Regions from separate parts of the Mus musculus genome. Here regions 1 and 2 are each linked to region 3. Evidence: chromatin contacts called from public Hi-C and promoter capture Hi-C data. All regions are on one chromosome and are shown on one strand. The core of a region is the stretch at or near the end of the contact, and the rest is flanking DNA. Distances in the headings are between cores, read along the strand shown.

The links. Promoter capture Hi-C pulls out the DNA fragments that hold promoters and counts their contacts. Hi-C and Micro-C count contacts between places; a contact is called where the count stands out from the background.
Region 1: a contact with region 3 is called in a promoter capture Hi-C map of hippocampal neurons, with 2.7 times the contacts expected there. The contact joins the promoter of Sptb here to the promoter of Wdr89 in region 3.
Region 2: a Hi-C map of B cells shows a contact between it and region 3, with 9 read pairs. The contact joins the promoter of Fntb here to the promoter of Wdr89 in region 3. A contact is called at or near these places in 1 of 39 promoter capture datasets (pre-B cells) and 1 of 484 Hi-C or Micro-C datasets (B cells).

The regions. Positions count from the first base shown.
Region 1 is chr12:76,707,683-76,712,458 of GRCm38.p6, reverse strand. Sptb (spectrin beta, erythrocytic) reads left to right here and starts at 1,912. Exons shown (of 36, transcript NM_013675.3): 1 at 1,912-2,524.
Region 2 is chr12:76,835,614-76,840,576 of GRCm38.p6, reverse strand. Fntb (farnesyltransferase, CAAX box, beta) reads right to left here and starts at 3,110. Exons shown (of 12, transcript NM_145927.2): 1 at 2,926-3,110. The coding sequence starts at 3,069.
Region 3 is chr12:75,666,724-75,671,315 of GRCm38.p6, reverse strand. Wdr89 (WD repeat domain 89) reads left to right here and starts at 1,779. Exons shown (of 2, transcript NM_028203.1): 1 at 1,779-1,844. Gm34717 (a long non-coding RNA gene) reads right to left here and starts at 1,591. Exons shown (of 3, transcript XR_381697.2): 1 at 1,235-1,591.

The DNA.
Region 1 (4,776 bases), core at 663-3,162, 1.0 Mb before region 3:
ATAGATACTGTACAGTTTTCTAAGAAGGCCCCTGAAGACGCTCTGTCTCAACAATGACCTTGATAGTGAACCTTTCTATCAGTGTCCCCCCTCCCTCCCCCACACTGTCCCGAATTTCTCATTCCTGTGCTTGTGCAATGCCCTTTCTCTCTGCACTTCTAAACTTCCTCTCTCACTGGGCTCTGATTTATCATGTCACTGTAACTCTATTAGCTGGGAAGCATTTGGGGATGTTGTCAGGATAACAGGATCTGCAGCAAATGAGGTTGTATTGAATTATTTATCGTTCAGCTAAAGTCGAGATAGCCACAGCAGAAGAGCTGGTTTGTAAAATCTTGGACTAATCTGTCTGTTGCTTTGGAGCGTTTGTCGTCGTCATATTCATTTTTTTCTTGTGGTTGAAAATTATAAATTTGAACGCTCCAAAGGAAAATATGTGTGCAACCATTCAGTTCAGAGCCTCAAGCCTATAGCTAAGAATTATCTGTTTCCTCTAATATATAATTACGTAGCTGCAAAGCTGCAATTCTGGGATTCATGAATTTATTTAATAAGTTTATTCACACACGGTTTAAAACACATAAATACATAATTCCAACCCTCCCTTTTTCTTTCAAAAATAGATCAAGGATTTCTACTTGTGATATCTAAGTCTCAGCTTTTGAAGTTGGCCTGTTTTTTGTTTTTGCCAGGAATTAGTTCCTAAAAAGATGATTTTGAACTCAACAACAAGCAAAGCAAATGGTTTGGGGTGGTGCTGGAGGATATTGGGGAGTCCCAGGGCCTTTGGAGTGCTAAATGTGTGCTTTGCTTAAGATCTACAGCTCTTGCTCACTACAGAGAATTGCTAGATGGTCTGAGTGGGGGAAGGAGGTGGGAGGTCGCTGTTAACCTCTAGGATAGCCCAGGCCGGTGTGTCATTTTCCTTGTAATACTGATGCCATTTGGGAAATTAGTATGTAATAAGAACTCAGGCAAAAGGGGAGGGAAGAGTTCTATGGCTTTTTAATACCTGTGGATTTTGTCCCAATTAGCATTTTTACTGTCCAAATACCTACTCTCAAAAGAAGTGTGACGGCAGCAGGCAGTGAAATATCTTTTGCGTACCTTTAATACCCAATACTAAGCTTGAACATCTGGCAACTCAACACACTTTGCTCATGAATCCTAGAAAACAGCGTAATTATACACTCAAGCAAACAAGTCAAGAGAAAGGCTGTTTCCTGTTAAGAATTCCGGGGAGCATCAAAGTTAAAGCTCCCTTCTGCATCTATGCTCTTTTTAATCGCCACTGGTGTCTCCATTACACTTGCGATTACCCGGGTTGATAGTCTGTGAGAGACCATCCCAGGCACAGCGTATGGAGGGCCGCCCCTCCCCCCCCCCCATAAAAATAAAACAAGGAAAGGTACAGCAAGGCACGCAACCAACATTACAGAGCGATGACCTTGTATTGTTAAAAAGTCAAGGAAATAGCCTGCCTTGCAAGCCGCCCGTGTTCGTCCGTGTGTCACCCTCCCTAGTCGCAGATGTACTTGACACCCTTGGTTCTAGCATCTCCTCTGGCCTGCTGTACACCACCCTACCAAAGCTTGCAGTGAGAAAGCAGGGTCTTGCCCGGAGACCCGGGCTCACAGGATGGTGCAGGTGGGCTGGTATGCTGGCTTGCCTGTTGATTATGGACCCTGCAATATGCAACTGTAGGCTGAGCGCCACCAACCAGCACAGCCGGGTTCTCCGGGACAGTACCTTGCTTACAAGCAGGAGCCGCGGCCTCCAGCCCGCAGGCTGGGGGCGGGGGCCTCGGCCCAGTGCCCACCCCCTGTGCTCCCAGCGTCTGCTCCTACTACCAGCCGGTTGTAGCCGGCCGGGAGCGCGCTTTCTAACGTAACCCGCCCGCGGGAACAATCTGTCCCTTCCAGCCTATCTCCGGAGGGGCATTACAGCCGGGGCGCCCTCCTCACCCACCCTATGGCCTAAACGGGTCTTTAGATGTTTTTTCAAAACCAGATCGTAGTCTGCAGGGACGCTAGGCGGGAAAGGCTGGGAGGACTCCTTTTCGCCGCCAGCTTGCGGCTCCGGGCACACAAATTAGGCCGGAGCAGCAGAGTCGAGTCCTCTTCCCGTGGCAAGGGGCTCTGTGTGTGCGGGATCAGGGGAGGTGAGAGAGGACCCTGGCGTCCCAGGTCCCAGCGGCGGCGGCGCTAGCGGCTAGGCAGGTGCCCCCGGGCGCGCAGTCTGATTGGCAGGTGCAGGAGTGGGTGGGGAAGGCGGGCCTGGCGCTGCGGGAGGCTGCAGCCCCGCCTCCCCGCCCCCGCCGCGGGACTATCTGGTCCCGGCAGCAGCGATGTCCCCCGGCAGGAATGTCCCTCCTCAGATAATGTTATTTATATCTCTGGGCGGGTCCGCGGCTCCGCTGCACCAGGCGCCCGGCGGCCACTGTGCCAGGAGCCCCGTGCTGCCCTCCTCCCCCTGCGCCGCCGCCCCCGGGCTCGGGGTAGCCGCCGCTTCAGCCCCAGCGCAGGTGAGTCCCCGAGGGCCGCGCGACGGGAGGGAGCTGGGTGCCCCGGAGCCAGCGCCGGGGAGTGCGGGGCCCAGGGGGCGGGTGACGCGACAGCCCGGTGGGGGCCTGGCCCCGGGTGCCTAGCACGGGGCGGGAGGGGTGAGGAGCCCAGGAGGCCCTGGCGGCTGCGGCAGTCGTCACCCCGGGACGCGGGAACCCGCGTGGGTTTCGCAGGCGCTGGGCGAGCAGGGCGCTAGCTTTGGGAAGCCAGCTAGTAGAGTGTCGCCGTGGGGCACGGGGAGTGGGTTTGGGGGGTTTGTGCTCTTGGCCGCCTCCCCCAGGACCCTCGCCTGGGAGCAAAGTTGGGGGGGGGGGCTGCCTGTCGTCGGTCTAAGGACTGTCCGCGTCTGTGCCTCCTGCTGCCTGGTTTCTCAAACCCCCGGGCGTGTCGGATCCTCTTCTGGAACTTGGCTAGCGCGCTCCAGGGCTGCCCAGTGCCAAGGCTGGGAGGACAGTTCAGGGCAGCAGAGGGGGCCGGGCCTCAGGATGTCAGGCAGGACGTGCAGAGTGGCCCAGTGTAGACTGAGAAGGGAGAGATCAAGTGTCCCAGGACTATACTTCAAGGACCCCCACCTTTTCCCTTTGAGTTCCTTATCTCCAAGCTACTGCCCACTCTACGGTTACCCTTCGTGCCAGTTCCAGCAACTTGGCCCCGGAGAAATAGCAGAAAATGGAAGAAACAAGAGCTCTAACACAATCCTCAAGTCCCACCAACTTACCCAGACTTCCCAAAGGGGAAATAGCTACGAGGCTTGAGTACAGTTTCCGTGACAACAAGCCTTAGGTAGGGCCTTGATTTATAGTCTATTAATATCCAAACCACTGTTTTCAGTGAGCAATTAGAGGTGCTACAGTTAATAACACCCTTAACTCACTGAAGGGATATGGAAAGAAGCCATTGTTTTAGATGCATCCGGCAGGGTGGGATGGGATTATATAGTGATGGTCTCTTTTTTACTAAGAACTTCAGTGGGGAGAGGATACGGCTGTCACCTCCACGCTAGGAGGCAGCCACACAAAACCCCTGCCTGTGCAATGGATGTATATAGTTCAGTTTCCAAGGGAGGTGATTCAGATAGCTCCTGAATGAGAGGAGCCTTCAGGGAAGAAAAAAAAATCGAGGCACATTTAAGCTGTTCTCTTAGGCTATCCTTAGCGTCACGGATCGCTCAGAATTTTAATCTAGAATTCTCTTTTCACTGCTCTATGACTACGACCCAGGGTAGTCATCTCCTATTCCAGGATCAGACTTCATATGCTTTTCCAATGAGCCCTGATTTCCAGAATGTTATGGGAAACTCTTACAAGTGTAGACTGTTTGTTCACTATGTACTGAATGCCCAGCACCCACAGAGGCTTGGGGACTAGCTAACAAAAGGAACAGTAAACTTAGAACAGAGAAGAGCCCACCAATCTCCAGATGAGGCCAATCGTTTATACAAAGTGTTATCACATTCCAGTGTTGAGTAAAGCACAGTTGAAAGGAGAGGGACCCTTTTGCTGGTGCACCTCCCTTTATCAGTGGCCCAGTGGTAGTGGCTGGGGATGAGCCAGTCCAGTTAATCTTGAGTTCTCTGAAGACATAGAGTCCACTCAAGGAATTGAAAGCACCCAAAAACTCCCAGGCATTCAGGCTGGGCCTTGCTGCGCAGGCATGTTGAGTTCTCCCCAGTGACTTGCCCAGGGGAGAGCTGGGATACCGCTTTTTGCTCTGGTCATTGCTTTGTGTAGGTGTTCTGAAGGTGTCCGGTGGAACCAACACACCTGTTGGATTGTTCGCTTGGGGCTGAAGGCGTAATAGGGGGCTGACTCCCACCTGCCATCACGCTTGACAAAATGAATGTGGCTATTTTATGGAAACTAGGTGTGAGCGAAAGCTTTGAACTAATGTCAGTGTCTGTCACAATTTTGGAAAATAGTAGGTTTTTGATGAATAAAAAGAATAATAGCTTTCATTTAGTCTATCTTTTATGTACTTGTGGCTGACTGGTAGTGGATTCTCAGATAGTCTTTGTTGACTGAATGAGAGAATGAGTGATCAAGGTTGCCTTATATGGCACTTAATTATCAACTCTGCAAGGTCACTCATATTATCCCATTTTAAAAAGCAAAGAGAGCGCGGCTGGTGAGATGGCTCAGTGGGTAAGGGTGTTTGTTGTTCGAGCCTTGTGATGCGCTCCACAAAGTTGTCTTTTGACCTCCACAAGTGTCCC
Region 2 (4,963 bases), core at 1,861-4,360, 1.2 Mb before region 3:
AATGAATGGTCACTGTGGTGATTAGTAAGATGCAGAGGAAGCCATAAGAATGAAATACCGCGTTATCTTCTGTCTTAGGCAGGGTTTCTATTGCTGCAATGAAACACCATGACCAAAAAGCAAGTTGGGGAGGAAAAGGTTTCCTTGGAGACTTACACTTCCAGATCTTAGTTCATCATTGGAGGAAGTCGGGGCCGGAACCTGGCGTCATGAGCTGATGCAGAGGCCATTGGGTGCTGCTTATTGGCTTGCTTCCCTGACCTGCTCAGTCTGCTTCCCCATAGATCCTAGAACCAGCAGCCCAGGGATAGCCCCACCAGCCCAGGGATAGCCCCACCCACAATGGGCTGGGCCCTCCCCCATAGATCACCAATTGAGAAAATGCCTCACAGCAGGATCTCACCGAATCTTTTCCTCAACTGAGGCTACTTCCTCGCTGATGACTCTGGCTTGTGTCAAGTTGACACACAAACCAGCCGGTACATCTTCCTCCTAACTGCAACTCTTCATCCTAGACTTTTAAAATGTGAGCTGGAGAGCTGCAGAGATGGCTCAGCAGTTAAGATAACTGACTGCTCTTCCAAAGATCCTGAGTTCAATTCCCGGCAACCACATAGTGGCTCACAACCATCTGTAATGAGATCTGATGTCATCTTCTGATATGTCTGAAGACAGCTACAGTGTACTCATATACATTAAATTTTTTTTTTTAATGTGAGCTGTGATACTGACATAAAACATAAGACTATCATACCATTGGGCTTGTATCTGACAGACACTCTACACTGACCTATCAGGACTTAGCATCCTCCCCAGCCCTGGCCTTGGCCTGGCTCTTTTCAGAGCATCCTGTGTCCATTTTTTTATTGCTCGTAATGCCTACTCAGAAGTTAAGTTGTTTTATCCTTATAGGAACCAAGCAAGGAAGGAACTTCAGCGGTCTACTGAAAAACAGTATATATAATAGACAACAGATCAGAAAACTCACGATGAGATGTTAACTCTCAACACAGATGGTTTTGTAAGTGACAGACTTAACTCTGATTCTGTTTTCTTCATTAGCATCCTGTATACCCTTATCTGCTAAGTCAGCGTTTCTCAACCTGTGGGTCATGACCACCCTGTCACAGGGGTCGCCTTAAGACTATTGGAAAACACAAGCTATTTACATTATGATTCATAACAGTAGCAAGATTACAGTTGTGAAGCTTTTTAAAACAGCTTTATGGTTGGAGTGGCCACAACATGTGGAACTATAGAACTATAGTAAGGGTCACAGCTTTAGGAAGGTTGAGAACCGCTATTCTAAGTCAGATCAGTTAAAGATATAAATGGTGTACGTGTGTGTGTCCTGTTTAACCCTGTAACTTCAAAAGAAAAGGCTTGTAGTTGTCTTATCAACTACAGAAACACCGCTCTACCCAAGTAGTAGAGGCACATGTTCTAGCCCAGAACTTGAGAGGCAGAGGCAGTCAGATCTCTATGAGTTCGAGGCCAGCCTGGTCTACGGAGTAGTTCCAGGCAGCCAATGCTACACAGAGAAACCCTAGCTCGAAAAAACAAACAGACCAAAAAACCCCAAATTGCTCCAAACCCTGCAAAGATTCTGAAGATTTTGTCACTGATGAAAGATTTCTTTGCAATGTTTTATAAAAGTCTTCTGTGGGACACAGTTAACTAGGTTAGAGAGCTGAAGCCAAAAAGTTCCCTTTATTACCCTAAAGCCCACAAGGCATTGACTCAAAGATTAAAACAGTCCCTCTGCTACTAGGTGAATAACCATGTGTCCAATCCCTTGTTCTGTTATGAATCTTTAGGGCAAGAGAGATGGCTCAGTGGGTAGAGGTGCTTCCTATGCAAGCCTGCCAACTTCAGTTGGATCTTCCGAACCCACATATTGTGTGTCCTGGTATCAACACGTACAAACACATGCCATACACACATTCGCACACATAAAAACTGAAATTTTTATACAGTCATTATTTGCTGCTAGTTTTGCCTAAATAGAGGCTCACAGCTTTAAGATAAGATGAAGCCGGTCCCTCCACAGTTAAGCCTGAGTAGTGATCTTAGTAAGATCTTATTTTAGTAAGTGGCTGAATGCCTATTCCTTAGCGACAGGACTCATCCTGACCACTTCTAGTAACAGATGGGTAAACAGCTCTACAACAACCGATTTGGGAACAATTCCAAATGGAGAGTGAGAAAAATGTAAGCTATCAACTCACTACTCACACCTTAAAACACTTTTCAAAATGGCATGTCTGGTACACTCTAGGCCTTAGTGAATCACAAGCAGTTCAAACTCCATACTTTTTTGTGCTTTCCGAACTATACAGTTTTCCAGTCTGTCTTGCCCAACCAGGCTCTTGCCTAGGGGCTGTTATCTTTTTCTGTATTTCCAGCGTTCAACAGCAAGTGCTCAAATGGTTACCCACCACGAGGTAGGCCTCAACCTGACCCAATAGGTCAGAAATTAAATCGATTTAGGGATGACATGACCACAGTCCGGCCGTTCGATCCCCTAGATGTCCGGAAACTGCGAACATGTGAAGAAAAGTGAGCGGTCGGTCCTAGAACCTCAAGACATCTAAACAGAACGGAGCGGACTACCTGGTCCGCCCAGGCTGCTGTGGACTCCAGACACGAAACAAGATCCTTTACAACGTCCGAAGCAGAGAGATCAGGGGTACTGTCCTGTTCTCCAAACCCAGCCCTGACAACAACCCTCTCCTACCCAAGTAAGCCCCGAAAACGCTCCACTCGGAAGCCCCAGTCTGGGCGCCTAGAGCTCGGGGGCGGGGGCGCAGTGCACTACGGGAGTTGTAGTTCCATGGAGAGTTTTGCCCCGAGACGGGCTTACAAAAGGGACTCCTACTCCCAGAAGGCCCCGCGCGGGCGCCTCGCCCAGTCCTGCCACCTCACCTGTTCTATGGATGTGACTGTTTCCACTGAGTCGTCTTGCAACCGCTCCCGCACGTGCTCAGGTCTCAGACTATACAGCGGTTCTGACCAAACAGGGGAGGAAGATGGAGGACAATAATAGGTGAAGGAACTCGAAGAAGCCATGATCGGGAGAGCTGCGAGCGCTGTATAGGACTCAGCTTCATCCAGCAACAACGCGCATTGAAACTCGAGCGGGCTAAGGCGCTACGGAAAGTCCGTAGAGTCAAAAAGATTTTGAACGCGAATCTCTCCTCCCACCTACACATCTTCAAGAAGTGAGTTACTGGGATACTGCCGCCCCCCGTCGGACAGATGAGCTGCTGCAGGAGATCAGCTTTCTGGAGAAAGGAGATCTAGGATGCCTCGGTTCGTTATGCAAATAATAAAAAAGAAAACGTCAACGTTTCGCTCTCGCCTAATTGTAATGCAGTAGCTTGCGATTTCAGCTGTTCAAGAACCCTAAGAATGTAACCTAAAAAAAAAAAAAAAAAAAAAAAGCATTTCTGACATCTCTCTTGAGTACCTCAGTCACGCTATTAACTAATAGAATTACCATGCACCTTTGGGTCCTTGACAGCCTCTTAGGAGAAGCCTCAGCTTTTCTGTGCATTAGCAGAATTGCAGGTCTCAATACTCAGAGATAGAGAAATGTAGTACTGTAATTTTCTCCTTTGGAGGTTACAGTGCAATGGCAGAAACTAAAAGAAACTAAAATACCATAGAAGAAATGAGTGTAAATGCATCATCCAAAGAAATATCAACAAATATTCATGGAGCTCCTGCTACTTGTTCCGTGCCAGAGCCCAGGAATGCAGAAGTGAACAAAATTACAATGCCCTTTTCCTTAGATTACATCTGAATTTCATTTTTGAGGAATAGGCAGAATTAAATAAGTGAACATAAATATTTGACAGCTTCCAATTATGGTATGACAGAAAATAATAATAGAGTCAGGCCTGGACGGGTGGCTCAGCAGGGGCTGCAGCGCCACAGGATTCCAAGCAGCCACCTGGAGACTTACAGCCACCCATAACTCCAGGTCCAGAGGATCTGACGCCCTTTTCTGGCCTCCACAGACAACATACACACAAGTAATGCACATGTGCACATGCAGGCAAAATACCCATACACGTTTTTAATGTTACTGTTTCATATATATATACATACGTATATATTTGAAAATGATTTTTTCATGCAATATATTCAAATCACAGTTTCCCTCACCCAAATCCTCCCAATTTCCCCATCCACCCAACTCCACATCTTCTCTCTCTCTCTCTCTCTCTCTCTCTCTCTCTCTCTCTCTCTCTCTTCAGAAACAATTAAACAAAAAAAGGAAACAAACTAGAACTTTAAAGAAAAGAGAAGGCACAGTAAATACAGGCTCACACACAGAATGAAATTTTTCGAAATTAGAAAGGAAAGAAAATAAAAATGTCTTTGAAACTGACAGAAGAAACTGAGTTCTAATTAAATTTGGTGGCTGAGCCAGACCCTTCTTTCTTTAGGTCTCTTAAGCTGAAAACCAAAGTAGTAGCCATCTATAACAAAACAATGAAGGACAGCAAGAAGACAGAACGGCATTTGAAGGAACATGCCATAAATATACTTGTGCATGCTTCGGTTAATTCTGATAACCCTTGAATGAGTATATCCTTATATACCTCACAAATACAATGTTAGAGTGGTGATTTTAGGAAAGCCCTGTGAGGCTGGAGAGACAGCTTAGTGGTGAAGAACACTTGTTGCTCTTACAGAGGACCTTTTTATTTCCCATCACCCTAACTGGCCACTCACATCTGCCTTCATCTCCAGCTCCAGGGATCCAATGCCCTCTTTTGACCTCTAAAGTACATCTGTACTCATGTGCATCTAACCACACACAGACACACAGGTGTAATTGAAATCTTTATGGGGCTGGAGAGACGGCTCATTGGTAAAGAATATTTGATGCTCTTGCAGAGGACCTGGGTTGGGTTCCCAGAACCCATGTGACATTTCACAACTACCTGTAACT
Region 3 (4,592 bases), core at 530-3,029:
ACCATATCCAGCTGAAGGAGGCTACAGAAAATAATGACAAATGAGTTGTCACTAGGTCCTCCAAACCCCTAAAGACTGACAAGGGCCCTAGAATCATAGTTGTCCTATTTTGTCTTTTTCTCTCCTTTTGGAAAGGCTCCCAAGTCCCCATACGTCAGGGCACTGGGTATAAAAATGTAAAAAACCAGAACCAGGGAGCTCTTAACCAATCTATCCACTGAAACCCAAACTACCTTCCAGGTAGATTTCTGTAAAGTGCTACAACCAGAGACTACTGGGGCATGGCTCACTTGCTCCTGGGGAGAAGCGCATCCCTGGGTCCAGCACTATGGCTGCAGTTGATGCCCCTTCCCCGAAAGCCATTGTTCTTGGTTGGATAGCAAAACTGAGTCCTCTCCGGGTTACACGGATCCCTTCATAGTCCTAAAATAAGAACCATCACTACCTGTGATATAAAGATCAGGGCATGGCAAAGACCAAAACCCCGGGGGGTCAGGTTACAAGCCCCCTAGGATGGCAAGCTCCCAACTCCAATTTCCCCCAGGAATTCCCTTTAGTAACTTCATAGATAAAGGTCCAGAAGGCAGTGGAAGCCAGCATCTCAGTGTTCAGGATATGAAAAGAGTATGTCAGTTCCCTAACCATTCTTAACCCACTGTAGGTCAGGACTCCTGGCTATGCCATGACACCAAGACCGATATTAATTAGAAACTGCAACTAATCAAACAATAATCTCTATCTCCAACTCTACTAGCTGTAAATGGGACCAACCTAAACTCACCTTGGGGGGATTTCCAGGGGAAGGATACCTTTTAACAGCACCAAGATATATCCCCTAGTTAGTTCCCCTTATTCAGATTCCTGTGGGTATACACAGCACGTTAATTTCACGAGTCCCAGCCGAATGTATTTCCAGGGACAATCTGGCTTGTTTGCATTATCGCTTAACCAAGTACGTATTTTCTGAATTGTTTACACTGGAAAACGCGGTCTCATGGTTGTTATACCACAGGTATTCATCTATAATGAAAAGAGGGTAGAGTCCACCTAAACTAGATTCAGGGCTTCTTGGTGTTCAAGGACAGAGCTCATTCCCCTATTGGTAGGGCCAGATGTCATGTCTCCACTACAGTTGGAACATCAGCCCTGTATCAAACTAAAGTTTAAAAGCAACATCAAAATAGGACAGATGAGACAGGACCTGACCATTATGGACTTCAATTCCCAGAGTTACCTGGGGCCGAGGCAAAACTACCTCCAGATTTTGTAATTGCGCTCCTGTCAACCTTGAGTCATAGCCATGCTGGAGTGAAGGCCGGATACTGCTCGTTCAAACCCGCCTGTATAGCTAGGCTTTGTGATCACGTGTGGTTATTTCAGATCCACGAAATCCTGCCTCAGCCCCACTCCTCTGGTCCGCGAAATAACTTTACACCCGAGTCCGAGGAAGCGGAAGAAGTGCTGGAAGAAACTGCAAAGCCACATCCGCATGAAAAGGCGGAATCGGTGACGATCTTGCCTTTTATTGGCCACACGTCCAGGAAGCTGGGTCCCAGGGACTTCCGTTAACCTGACCTAGAGGGAGGTGTTGTATGGCGTGGTCCGTAGACCGAGTTACGCATGCGCAGACCTTCTGCCCTCGTCCAATCGGAAGGTAGCAAGCAAAGGCGCGCGGCTCCCGCTTCAGAAGAGCCCGCTGGTTATGGTCCGGCCTCTGTGCTATGGACCAATCCGCTTCAGCTTCCTCTATATTTTTACCCAATCAGAGCCGGAGGGCGGAGTTCCAGCCGGCCGTGGGCAGAGCGTGCGTTTTCTCCAGCTCCAGTGTGGGGTTTGCTGCGGAGGTACTTTCTGCTGGGCAGGGCGGGCAGCTCTCTCGACCGGCGGCCACTGGGTGGCACGCGCGTGGAGAGCCCTGGGCGGGGAGCGCAGAAGGGGAGCGGGTGGTGTGAGAGGGAGCACGTGCATGCGCAGGGACCGCGTGGGTCTCTGTATGCCAGGATGTGGGGTCCATGCCACCCGAAGGTCTCTGCTTCAGTTTCGAGGAAGGGTGGGTAGGTCCCTGCTCGCTCTTGCCTGCCCTTCCTCTCACTCATCCCACACCCACCTCCTGGCTCCGGCCTTTTTCCACATCAAAAAGCAGATTTTTTCATTTGGTACGCGGAGCCAAGTCGTACAGTATGTGCTGTGATGCAGGCTACTAGGCTAAGTTCCTTACGTGTGTGGTGTCATCTAGGCCACACAGCTGTCCACCGAGCTAGGTGCTGGTCGGGTGTGGTGAAGCACACCGGGGATCCCAGTACTGACTGGGAGGGAGGTAGAGGCAAGAGGATCTCTTTGAGTTTCCAGCTAACCAGTGCTTCTTGGGAAAACTTTGTCATGCACACACACACACACACACACAAACCTAATTCACAACGAAAACCACCCAAGAGGCAGTGCTGGCAGCATCTTATTTTTGTGAAATGTCTCATTTAGGCTAACTCTGACAACTTAAATTGAGGGAATTCAGCTTCCACAAATGTAAAATTAAAGATAGTACAACTAGTAAAACGCTCCTGTTTTCTTTCCTAACTTGAAATTGTTTTAAAGCCGGGCAGTGGTGGCACACGCCTTTGATCCCAGCACTTGGGAGGCAGAGGCAGGCGGATTTCTGAGTTCGAGGCCAGCCTGGTCTACAGAGTGAGTTCCAGAACAGCCAGGGCTACACAGAGAAACCCTGTCTTGAAAAAACAAAAAAAGAAAAGGAAAGAAAAAAGAAATTATTTTAAAATCCTAAACAGTGTACCAGGAAACCAGTTAATTGGTTATTATCCAAGTAAGATGAACTGGTAGGAAGGCATCAGTCTAAAGGTCTACTTCCTAACTTTGCTTTGCAATCATCAGGTTGTTAAAAAGTGCATGGTCCGTGCCAAATTGCTTCTCAGTGTTGTGATAATTCAGTGAAGATGTGGACTTATAGTCTATGTTATTGGTATCAACCATACCTGTTTCTGCTTCTTGTTTAAAGACCACAAAATCATGCAGCCTAGTTAACAATGTAAGTGTGAGATACCTCTGTGTTGACTACTTACCCGCCTATCTTGGGGTCAGGACAGTACTATCTAGAGAGCAGAAGTGAGAAGTGTCTAGCTCGTCTTTTTACCTTAGATTTTATAGAACAGGGCAAAAGTAAGTCAGCCCCTGTGACTGTTGAGGTTTCTTTCGTGTCCACCTTTGTTTAAAATCTTGACTGTTTTCTGCAACTTTCAGGGTTGGTTGGTTTGGGTTGGTTGGTTGGTTTGGGGTTTTGGAGTCAGGGTTTCTGTGAGGTTCTGGTGGTCCTAGAGCTCACTTTGTAAACTAGGCTAGCCTTAAACTTAGAGAACTTGGTGTTCTCTCAAGTGCTGGAATTATAGGCTTTCACATCAACCGAACTGCACCTTCTATTTATTATAAATAGAACTGAAAACATTGTGTGTTTTGTGTGTGTGTATGTGTGTATCTTTCTTGTTGTTTTTGAGGCAGGGCTTCAACCTATGTAGCTTTGGCTGACCTAGAATTTAGGCTAGCTTTGAACTCACAGATCCACCTGCCTCTGCCTCCTGCATGTTGGGGTTAAAGGCCAGTGTCTCACATCCAGCTTAAGACATTGCTTTTTGTTGTTTTTTTGTTTTGTTTTTTGAGACAGGGTATCTCTGTATAGCCCTGGCTGTCCTGGAACTCACTTTGTAGACCAGGGTGGCCTTGAACTCAGAAATCCACCTGCCTCTGCCTCCCGAGTGCTGGGGTTAGCTTTTTGTTGTTATGGTTTTTTTTTTTTTTCTTTCCCACTCTTATGCTAAAAGAACAAACAAAACAGAAACCCTACATTTCTACATTTTCAGTGGTCTCTCTAAAACAAAAGACAATCAAGTGGAGAAAAGAAGAAAACCTCACAGTCTCATTGTACTTTAGTCTGGACTCAAGCTCAAATGTATTAGTTGGAATATATACAGTTCACTGCTAAGCTTTCTGTCTTTGAATATTTTATTACATTGTGTGTGTGTGTGTGTGTGTGTGTGTGAGAGAGAGAGAGAGAGAGAGACAGAGACAGAGACAGAGACAGACAGACATGGCACTGCAACTGTGGAGGTCAGAGGACAACTTGGAATTTGCTCTTTACTTCCCCCTTGTAGGTCCAGGGAATCAATTTTAGGTCAGATGAGCACTCCCACTGGCCCTGTTGTTTTTGAAACAGGCTCTTGCACAATACCCCAGGCTGTCCTGAATTCACCATTTACCTTAGGTTGGCCTCAAAACCAGTGCCTCAGCTTCACAAATGCTAGGATTATAAGCCATCATAGCTGAATATTACTAAAGTTTTGAAAGGGTTTATTAGTCTCAGATTCAGATGGCTGCTATAACAAATTACTACAGATGTAGTGACTTACGACTGAATGCATGTGGCACTGAAGAGATGGCTCAGGGACTAGGAATGGTTTCTGTACAGGGTATGGTGGTCTATGCCTTTAATCCCAGCATGCTGGAGGCAGAGGCTGGCAGATCTCTTGAGTTCAAGGCCAGTGAGTTCTACCTAGTGAGTTCTGGAACAGCCAAGGCTACAGAGAGAG